Regions from separate parts of the Mus musculus genome. Here region 2 is linked to region 1. A link is a contact called in public Hi-C data. All regions are on one chromosome and are shown on one strand. The core of a region is the stretch at or near the end of the contact, and the rest is flanking DNA. Distances in the headings are between cores, read along the strand shown.

What was found. Hi-C and Micro-C count contacts between places; a contact is called where the count stands out from the background.
Region 2: a contact with region 1 is called in a Hi-C map of the N1E-115 cell line, with 1.9 times the contacts expected there. The contact joins the enhancer-like site here to the promoter of Emb in region 1. A contact is called at or near these places in 3 of 39 promoter capture datasets (the C10 cell line, liver and neutrophils), 1 of 15 datasets of contacts at CTCF or cohesin (CD8 T cells), 3 of 484 Hi-C or Micro-C datasets (the N1E-115 cell line, bone marrow-derived macrophages and nephron progenitors), 12 of 115 datasets of contacts at active chromatin or transcription factors (CD8 T cells, the HPC-7 cell line, bone marrow-derived macrophages and 5 more) and 3 of 9 other capture datasets (adipose tissue, liver and pancreatic islet).

Annotation. Positions count from the first base shown.
Region 1 is chr13:117,218,436-117,222,802 of GRCm38.p6, reverse strand. Emb (embigin) reads right to left here and starts at 2,230. Exons shown (of 9, transcript NM_010330.4): 1 at 1,846-2,230. The coding sequence starts at 1,954.
Region 2 is chr13:117,266,088-117,270,454 of GRCm38.p6, reverse strand. Emb (embigin) reads right to left here. Exons shown (of 9, transcript NM_010330.4): 6 at 2,856-3,135; 7 at 1,492-1,525. Among named protein-coding and RNA genes, the nearest start is that of Emb, 48 kb to the right of the region's middle. Within about 2 kb of position 2,609, at least 3 of the 459 cell types and tissues checked have an H3K27ac peak or open chromatin away from gene starts, as enhancers often do. A contact at or near this core is called in the N1E-115 cell line, where this site is marked.

The DNA.
Region 1 (4,367 bases), core at 981-3,480:
TATCCTTTCATCTATCCATCTAGCTATTTGTTTTTATGTATATGAGTGTTTTCCCTACATCTATGCCCATGCCCAAGGAGGCTAGAAGAGGACGGATCCCCTGGGACTGCAGTTACAGATGGTTGGAAGCTGCCAAATGGATGCTGGGAATTCAGATACCAAGGCATTCAAATTTTGTAACTTTCGTCTGAGCTGAGTCTTCCAAGGAAGTCCCACGTTCCCCTGACTTTCAGCACGTTTATTTACAGCTTCATCTGCTTCCAAGTTTCTTCTCTATAGAAGCCAGGGGGGTACATTAACTTCAACCTGACGTCAGCAACAATACACCCTTGGGTCCTCTCGTGATTTTTGCCTGCTTTGACTCACACTGAGAATTTTTCCAAACTGCTAATGTCCAGGCTGACTTCTATGCTAAAAGAATCAGTTGTTTCTAGGGCAAGACCTGGAGATCGGTCTTTTTAAAGCTCTTGGGGAAAAAGTTCCCACCACTGCCAAGTGGAGAAGGCAAACTTCTAGAACTAACCCAAGAGACACTGAATCTCAAAACAATAGTGTAGGCTGGATTTGTAGTTCCAAGGTGGAGGTGCTTCTGTCCACGCAGGCCCACGCTCACGGAAAGGAGGAAGACAACAGCAGAGGGAAGTGCAGAGGGAAGAAAGAAGGAAGGGGGAAGGAGGAAGAAAGGAAGAGAGGGGGAGGGAAGGAGCTGGGAGCGGAAAGGGGAAGCGGGGAGGCAAAAGAAGCGAGTTAGAAAAAGAGGCTATATTTTTCAGAAGCATATGATAAATGATGCATGGAAGAGGACCGAAGAACCAGGTTCGCCTGGTAAGGTCATGTCCTAAACTATTATGATGGAAAACATGTGGAACAAGAAAATCTAGGGACTAGAAGAATCCAAGTTAACAGTGTGTGTGTGTGTCCTTTTGACCATTTTCTTTTATACTATGTTTAACCAATCTACATGCTATAACCTCATGGAAATAATTTATAATAGCGCAAAACCTTGTGTGGAATAATGTCTGGATTTAGTTCCCAGTAAAGCCAGTCTTTCAACTGCTTAAGAAAGTTAGTGGTGACTTAAATGGGAGCTAACCTGCCACAGACACAGGAACTTGCACTGAAAAGCATTGGATCGCTTGCAACACATAAAGTATAAAAAGGTGAGTTAAGGTGGCAAAATAGATCTTGACCCGGTAATGTTTTTCACGGAAATCCTTCTGTCCGCATGCCGTAAACACGCAACCCAACACCCTTGAAAAATGTTTTGTTTTTATAAAGATTGTTATGAAAAGACAACACACACGTCTAATTTTCTTATCTGGGCTTGTTTGAGTTGGCTGGCTATCGCGATTTTTACCCTCTGCTCTAAAAATCATACTCAATTTCAACACCTGCCAGGAGGAAAGGTGATACGAGAGCCTCGCTGTGGCTCTAATGAAGGGAGCCGGCCTCGCGGAATGTGGACTCATAATCATGCCACACTAGCAGAAGCCCCCAGTCTCCCCCGCACAAACCCACGCACTCTATTTGCCCACTTCCTAGGAAAAATCCGACCCTGTCTCACTACCAGCTCCCAGGATCAAACTGAGCTTTACTGGGACGGGATCATCCCTATACCCGGCGGATGCGGAGCCACCCGGGCTCCCACGTTTCCTCCTTGGGTAACCCGCGCCCAGCCAATGAAAGGCCACCCCCCTCTCCGCTCCGTAGCCGCCTGCGCCTGCATCCCCGCGGCCCCTGCGCGAGCGGCAAGGGATGTCGTCGGGCTGGAGGGTCGCCGCCACTGAGCCTCTTCCGGTGAACCCAGAGCCCTCCCCGCGCCAGCCCCCCGAACCCCCCAGGTACCTGTGGGATCGCCCTCAGCCGGATCAGGGCGCGTCGCCGCCAGAAGACATAGAAGGAGGAGCGGGTAACCAGGCGCCACAAGCGCCCTCAGGCCAGTGTGCGAGCGCATGGCGCGGGCGGGTCTGTCCAGGAGGTCGCTAAGGCACCCTCAGCTCGCTGCGATCCGTCTCCGTTGGTCCCTGTGTACACTTGCTGGTAACTGGGCGCCCACTGCCAGTCCTGGGGACAGGACACTCGAGAATAAACCGAGTGGGAGGGGCCCGGCCGCCCTGGCCTCCACCCCCGAGACGCTCCCAGCGCAATTGCGCCGGCCTTCCATCAATTATGCAGCCCGCAGCCCGCTACCGGCGCGCCCGGATGTGCTGTGCAACCTCGGCGCCGAATCCTCTCCCGCCCCCACCCTCTGGCTAACACAGGTTGGGGAGGGACCTAGCTCCTGGAGCCAGCCAGGTGTGTGTACCCCATCACCTCCCGGAGGGGTTGCAACTCCCCACAGAGTGTTCTTTCCATCCGTTGGATGGGTTCACACATTTACTTTGATGTGACAGGTGAAAAGGACCGGATAGTTCTGCTCCTATACATCTTTGGATGTGCAAAGGTTTCTTCTTACCAGACCGAGGGCGCTATTCAGTGCCCCCAAGCCCGGTACTTAAATTAATGTTTCTCAGAGCTTTCTATTAGTCGTGCATACCCTCCCCCTCTGAAGGTTTGGCCAGTTCCCTCCGGATTAAGATTTCAGAGTCCCTAGGCCCCACAGTGTGTTTCCCTTTGTTTGCTTGCGGCAACAGCTCTCCTGGCGCCAAAGAGCTCACCAAACAAAAACTAAGTTAAGGGGATTCTGTGTAAATGGCAGAAGGCCATTCATCTTTGTCAAACATTGTGGAATACAATGTTATCTCTTACCCACGCGGGGCCGGAGGTTGAAGTTTCTTACTCTCCTATCAAATAAATTGAGATAGTTCAAAACAATTGTTTTCCTATTCAGCGGGAAAGGCGTCTAGGTTAAAACTAGTGAGCCTTAAATCCGGGGCACTCAGCAAGCCCTACTTAGTAGCCCTTTGTCCCTTAGGAACCTCCACTCAGGTAAAACTGAAGGAAGGAATTAAAGAATGATGTGGTATGAAGCAGAGCTGGAGTTAATTAAAAAGAGGGTTTTCTCAGAGTAGATTTAAATATGAGGGCTAATAACAATAAGACACATCCAAGACCAGGTGCATGGGTTTCAGAGCTGTGTTTTAACAGTAACCATAAAGACCATTTTGGTGGCTCCCAAGTTACAACTCAAAGGGGCTGCTAAGAGCCCCTCCCCCCATCCCTCCTTTTTGTAGGGTGGCTACAGGGGCGCCTTTCGTGGAGTTACAGTCTGATAAGATCAAAACATGGACTGCAAGCGTTCTACCGGATAGTTAAGACATTTCCTTTTGTTGTAAATGGGGTTGCAGGTGAGATTCCTGGAAAACTGTGGGCTTATACATGGAGAAGAAGAAAAGTCATGTCATTTACGCTGAGGGCATTAAACGCGACCCGTAGCAATTTTTACCTTTTTGTTTGAGGTCTCTATGAAGATAATAGTGTCTCTGTGTAACACAGCAAATACTAGTTGTGATGGAATGCTTGCCTGAGGTGGGGGCAGGTCTATTATTATTATTATTATTATTATTATTATTATTATTATTATTATATATGAGTACATTGTAGCTGTCTTCAGACCACCAGAAGAGGGCATCAGATCTCATTACAGATGATTGTGAGCCACCATGTGGTTGCTGGGATTTGAACTCAGAACCTCTGGAAGAACAGTCAGTGCTCTTAACCTCTGAGCCATCTCTCCAGGGGACAGGTCTTTTCTGGAGTTTTTTGTTTGGTGTGTCTTAGACATAATTTGGCTGTGTTGCTGAGGCTAGCCCCCAGGCCCTGGAGTCATGCAGTTCCTCTATCTCAGCCTCCACGAATGCATGCCACAGCATGCCAATACATTGTGTGCGGGTGGGGGTGGGTGTTGCCTGCATGTAGGTCTGTATCGCATGTGTGCCTGGTGCCCATGGAAGCCAGAGAAGGGCAATGGATCCCTAGAACCTGAGTTACAAACAGTGTCAGCCATCATGTGGATGCTGAGAATCAAACCCTAGTCTTCTCTAGAAGAGTAGTTCTTAACTGCTGAGCCATCACTACAGTCATGACCTCTTACTCTTTAAAAGCTAGCCTTGATAATTATAAATTCAAATAAGATTAAAAAAATAAAGATTCCCCCCAAATGACAAGTACTTCATGTTGTGTTTTATAAAAATAAAGAGGAGCGAAGGAATGTGTTAGGTGGCTGTGCAGTCAGATGTGGGGGAAGGGGTGCCTCTGGGGACCCATGCAGAGGCATCCCCTCCCCCTGAGGGACCAGCCACACAGGAAGGTATAGTATAGAATAGAGTTTATTCAGGGAATGGGGAAGAGAGTTGAGGGAGTAGAGACAGAGAAAGGAGAGAGAGAGAGAGAGAGAGAGAGAGAGAGAAGAGGCCAGCCATGAGTAT
Region 2 (4,367 bases), core at 1,360-3,859, 47 kb before region 1:
ACAGTGGATGGTACTTGAGGACTCTTATCAAAGAAGAATAAGAATTATGTGCCCCAAATAATTCTTGCTCTTTAATTGGCTGACAGGTCATGCCCACCATCTGGGATTAGATTGGTAACAGTTGGGCAGGCCTCCCCTTTCATGGGCACCTCTCAGCTATCTTAGTCTGATCTCTTAACCCTTGGTTCACAGCCACTGGCTGGCTCGCAGATTGTAGCCCCTGCCTTGGGCACCTTTATTCTCTGGTTTGGAAGAGCAGAAGTGTTCCACCATCCCCCAACCAATGCAGATTCCCTGGCCATTTTATTCCCAGCTAACCTCAGGTTCTACTCTTGAGAGAGCAGTAAAAGAGCAAAACCTGAATTCTCTCCAATGTGATTCTCACAGAACTCTAGGCCAGCGATTTTCAGTGCGGCAGAACCTGAACACCAAGAACACTCAGATGCCTGGCCCCAACCTTAGTGGCTCTGATCTGGGGGATCTGATTGGGCCTGTGCATTGGGATTCCATTGGCCTGAGCATTGTACTCCTTTTTCCCTTCTGTTTTTCTTTGTATGGATACATTGTAATATTTTTCCATTCTATTTTTCTTTGTATGGATACATTGTAATGTTTTTCCATTCTATTTTTCTTCCTATGGATACACTGTAATCTTTTTCCCTTCTATTTTTCTTTGTATGGATACATTGTAATATTTTTCCATTCTATTTTTCTTTGTATGGATACATTGTAATGTTTTTCCATTCTATTTTTCTTCCTGTGGATACACTGTAATCTTTTTTCCCTTCTAGTTTTCTTACAATGGATACATTGTACTCTTTTTCCCTTCTATTTTTCTTTGTATGAATACACTGCAATCTTTTCCCCTTCTATTTTTCTTCATACACTGGATACACTGTACTCATTTTTTCCTCTTCTATTTTTCTTCCTGTGGATGCTTTGCCTGCATACATGTGTGTCCCACTGGTAAGCTCATGCCTCCAGAAGGCAAAGGGAAGATCAAATCCTCTGGACCTGTTCTTATAAACCGTTGTGGGTTGCTATGTGGGTGCTAGGAATTAAACGCATGTCATCTGCAAGGGCATCAAATGCTCTTAACCACTCTGCCATTTCTCTAGCCTCAAGAATATTATAGTCTTAAGAATGTTTTCATCAGTGATCAAGGTAAAGAATCACTTAAAAATTAATACTCATTTCTGGTTATTGTGTACAAAAGTCTGTCCTAACCATTTATACTTATAACTTAATTCAACGAAGGTACATAGAGTAGTAGCGTTATGAAAATGTTTGTATAAACAAAACAAGAAGTACAGACCAGTAAGTGATGGAGGGGTAGACTGTATACCAAACTTCAGCATCACACAGATATATATAGGAAACTGCATGCACATCAGCATCTTTTGTCTTCTTGTTTCTAACTACAAACATTTTACTTAATTTCATATTAATCTGATTTTGTATAGGTGAAAAAAATTAAAAAATAATACTTACAGCTGTTCAATTTGTTCAAATTCTTTCCCAGCATCTGTATGACAACAAACAGGAAAGACATGGCAGTTAAGGACATGGTGCTACTTTTACACCTCAGTTGGACCTGCCTCTAACAACACTATTCACTGGAAGGGGCAGACCTGCCGCCTTCAGTAGCTATGCCTCCCTCTGCTCCCTCTCAACACGATGCCAGACTTTACCTGGATCTCTAATCAAGAGCTGTTTGGCAACGTGAGGCTTTTTTTTTTTTCAAACCTGTGATGCCACTGAAGTCCGTTTAGTTTACTGTTAAAGAATTATTTATTTATTTATTTTATGTATATGTGATACTGTAGCTATCTTCAGATACGTTAGTAGATCCATTACAGATGGTTGTGAGCCACCATGTTGTTGTTGGGAATTGAACTCTGGACCTATGGAAGAGCAGTCAGTGCTCTTAATCGCTGAGACATATCTCCAGCCTGCCACTGTTTTTTTTTTTTTAACAGTATAAAAATCAGAAAATAAATACAGAATAAACGACAATTTTATCAAGGATATCGCATCCCAACAGATATGGGTTGTAAACAACACTAATGCAGCTTTGACTTTTATAAGAATCTCGAAGAGTTGATAAAACAGTTTTGAAATGGAGATAGATATAGCTTAGTCATAAAGCACTTGGCGCAGAATAGCAAGGCCGGAAGATCAATTCCCAGAACGCACATAAAAAGCCAGGAGTGGTAATGCACATTTGTAATGAATGCCAGGGCGGGGACAGGGAAACGAGAAGAGACCTAGAGCTGAGTGGCTCACCACTCCAGCCTAATGGGTGACTATCAGTACAGTGAAAGACCATATGTCAAAATGAAGTAGACAGCGTTCCTAAGGAAGATACTCAAGTCTGTGTTGTGACCTCTAAATATACATGTGCACGAGCCCCGACGTGCGCGTGTGCGCGCACACTCACTCTTTAATACCATTTATATTAATCAATCATGGTTTTTTGGCTTGCACATGTGAATGCCGGTGTGCAGGAGCAGTGCCTGGGTATGACGGTCACAGCCTGACCTCAGGTGTCTGTTCGGCCTTGATGTCCACCCTGACGGGATCTTCTTGCTCTTTTCTACTGTGGATGTCGGGCTGATTAGCCTAAGCTTCTAGACATCTCCTACCTTTACCTCCCTCCTTTACTGAGATCACAGAGGCTTGCAGCATACGCTCTGCAGACTTCAACTCAAATTTCTACACTTATTTAATCACTGCTTTTACCCAGCCAGCCTTCCAGCCCTTCCCCAGAGCTTTTAAGTGACTACACTGAGCAAAGCCATATTACGCATCATAGTTAAGTGATAACAAAATAGAAAAAAAGTAAGAAATCTCACCTGGGTCATTCTTTTTCTTGTGTGTGTACACTTCACAAAGCAGAATGATGGCCACCAAGAGGATGACTTCGGCAAGTATGGCCAGAAATGGCTTGAGGGGCACCAGGAAGCTCAGCACAACCAGCTCATTCTGCTCCTCACTCTCCCCTAACTGGAAGGTGGCACGACACCAGTAGGATCCTCCATCTTCCTCCAAAAGATGCTTAATCTTGAGCCTTGTTTCATTGGCATGGGAACCATTGATGATATACTTTTCATTCGAGTGAGCGTCAATGGGAACCTAAGGCAAGGAGGAGACATTAAAACCCTTACATAATGCAAAGAGATGCGCGTCCCATGTGATCTAATTCTGAGCAAGGCTGAAAGAGCCAAGAAAACCATTTACCAGAAAGGGGCATATTAAAATTTATGAGGCATTATATAAAACAGACCTTTAAAGTCCTAGCAGGGTTCTGGTTTTCCAGCAGCAAGCAAGAATAAAAAGATTTTTCAGCTGTGAGGATGTAGCCCTGAATGTCTAAACCTACAGGTAGCCGTCTAGGTCGTCATTAGCAACTATTAGGTGAGAATTCAAGGCAGAAAATCGTGCCCAGTCGTCTTGGGTTTTCATTCTCATGTATGACTATCTGTCCACAAAGACAGACACAAAACCATACGCCTCTAGTCATTTCTCTGAAGATATAACAGTAACCTGACAACACTAGTTCCCTACATGAATGGTCAGCAGCAGCTCCAGTGAGCAGCGCACTGTGATGTCGTAGATCCCAATTCCTCCTTTTCGTGTCCCAGTTTCTTTTTCTCCCAGGCTGACTGGCTTCTGAGATCTCTTGGGCTTTCCTCACACTCATACCTAGAAGCTGTGATGCTTAATCTATTTAAATTAAATTTAATTCGCAGGACTTTTGATGCCTTCGCTACTCTCTTACTTGCCCGAGATGTTCAATTAAGCGCTAATCTGTATACAAATGTTCTCAGAGGTTATCCAATGGAAGAATTCTCTGCAAATGTATTTAGGAAGAGGGAAAAAAAAGACCGTTGCCCATCTCTAGGTAGACAGGCAGCATGGCCTATAATATTCATGACAAAAACTACCATATGAATCAGAGACAATAAATCCAAGGGCTGAAGTTTAAGAAAGTTCAGAGCTAATTCTGACAATAATGATGACTTTTATCTTGAAATGGTCTTGACCCAAAATGTTGACCTGTGACCCCTTCGCTGACCCTGTCTCACAGCCGATTATGACCAGGCTCAATGCCAAGTCTAAAGGATGATTCATACAGAAAAGCACAAGGATGCAGAGAAGAGCATTCTATGACATTAATGTAAGTTGACTTAGGCTCCAGTTTGTCTGCTATCACATCTGCATGGATTCATTAGACTATCTATTCCAAATACCACAGTGGATATTTGTTTTTACAATTTAAGTGTTAGAAACATTTCCAGCTACCCTGTCCTAATCAGCAATAATACAAAAGGCAGAGGACTCATTGTTTAAGCTGCCTCTAGGCA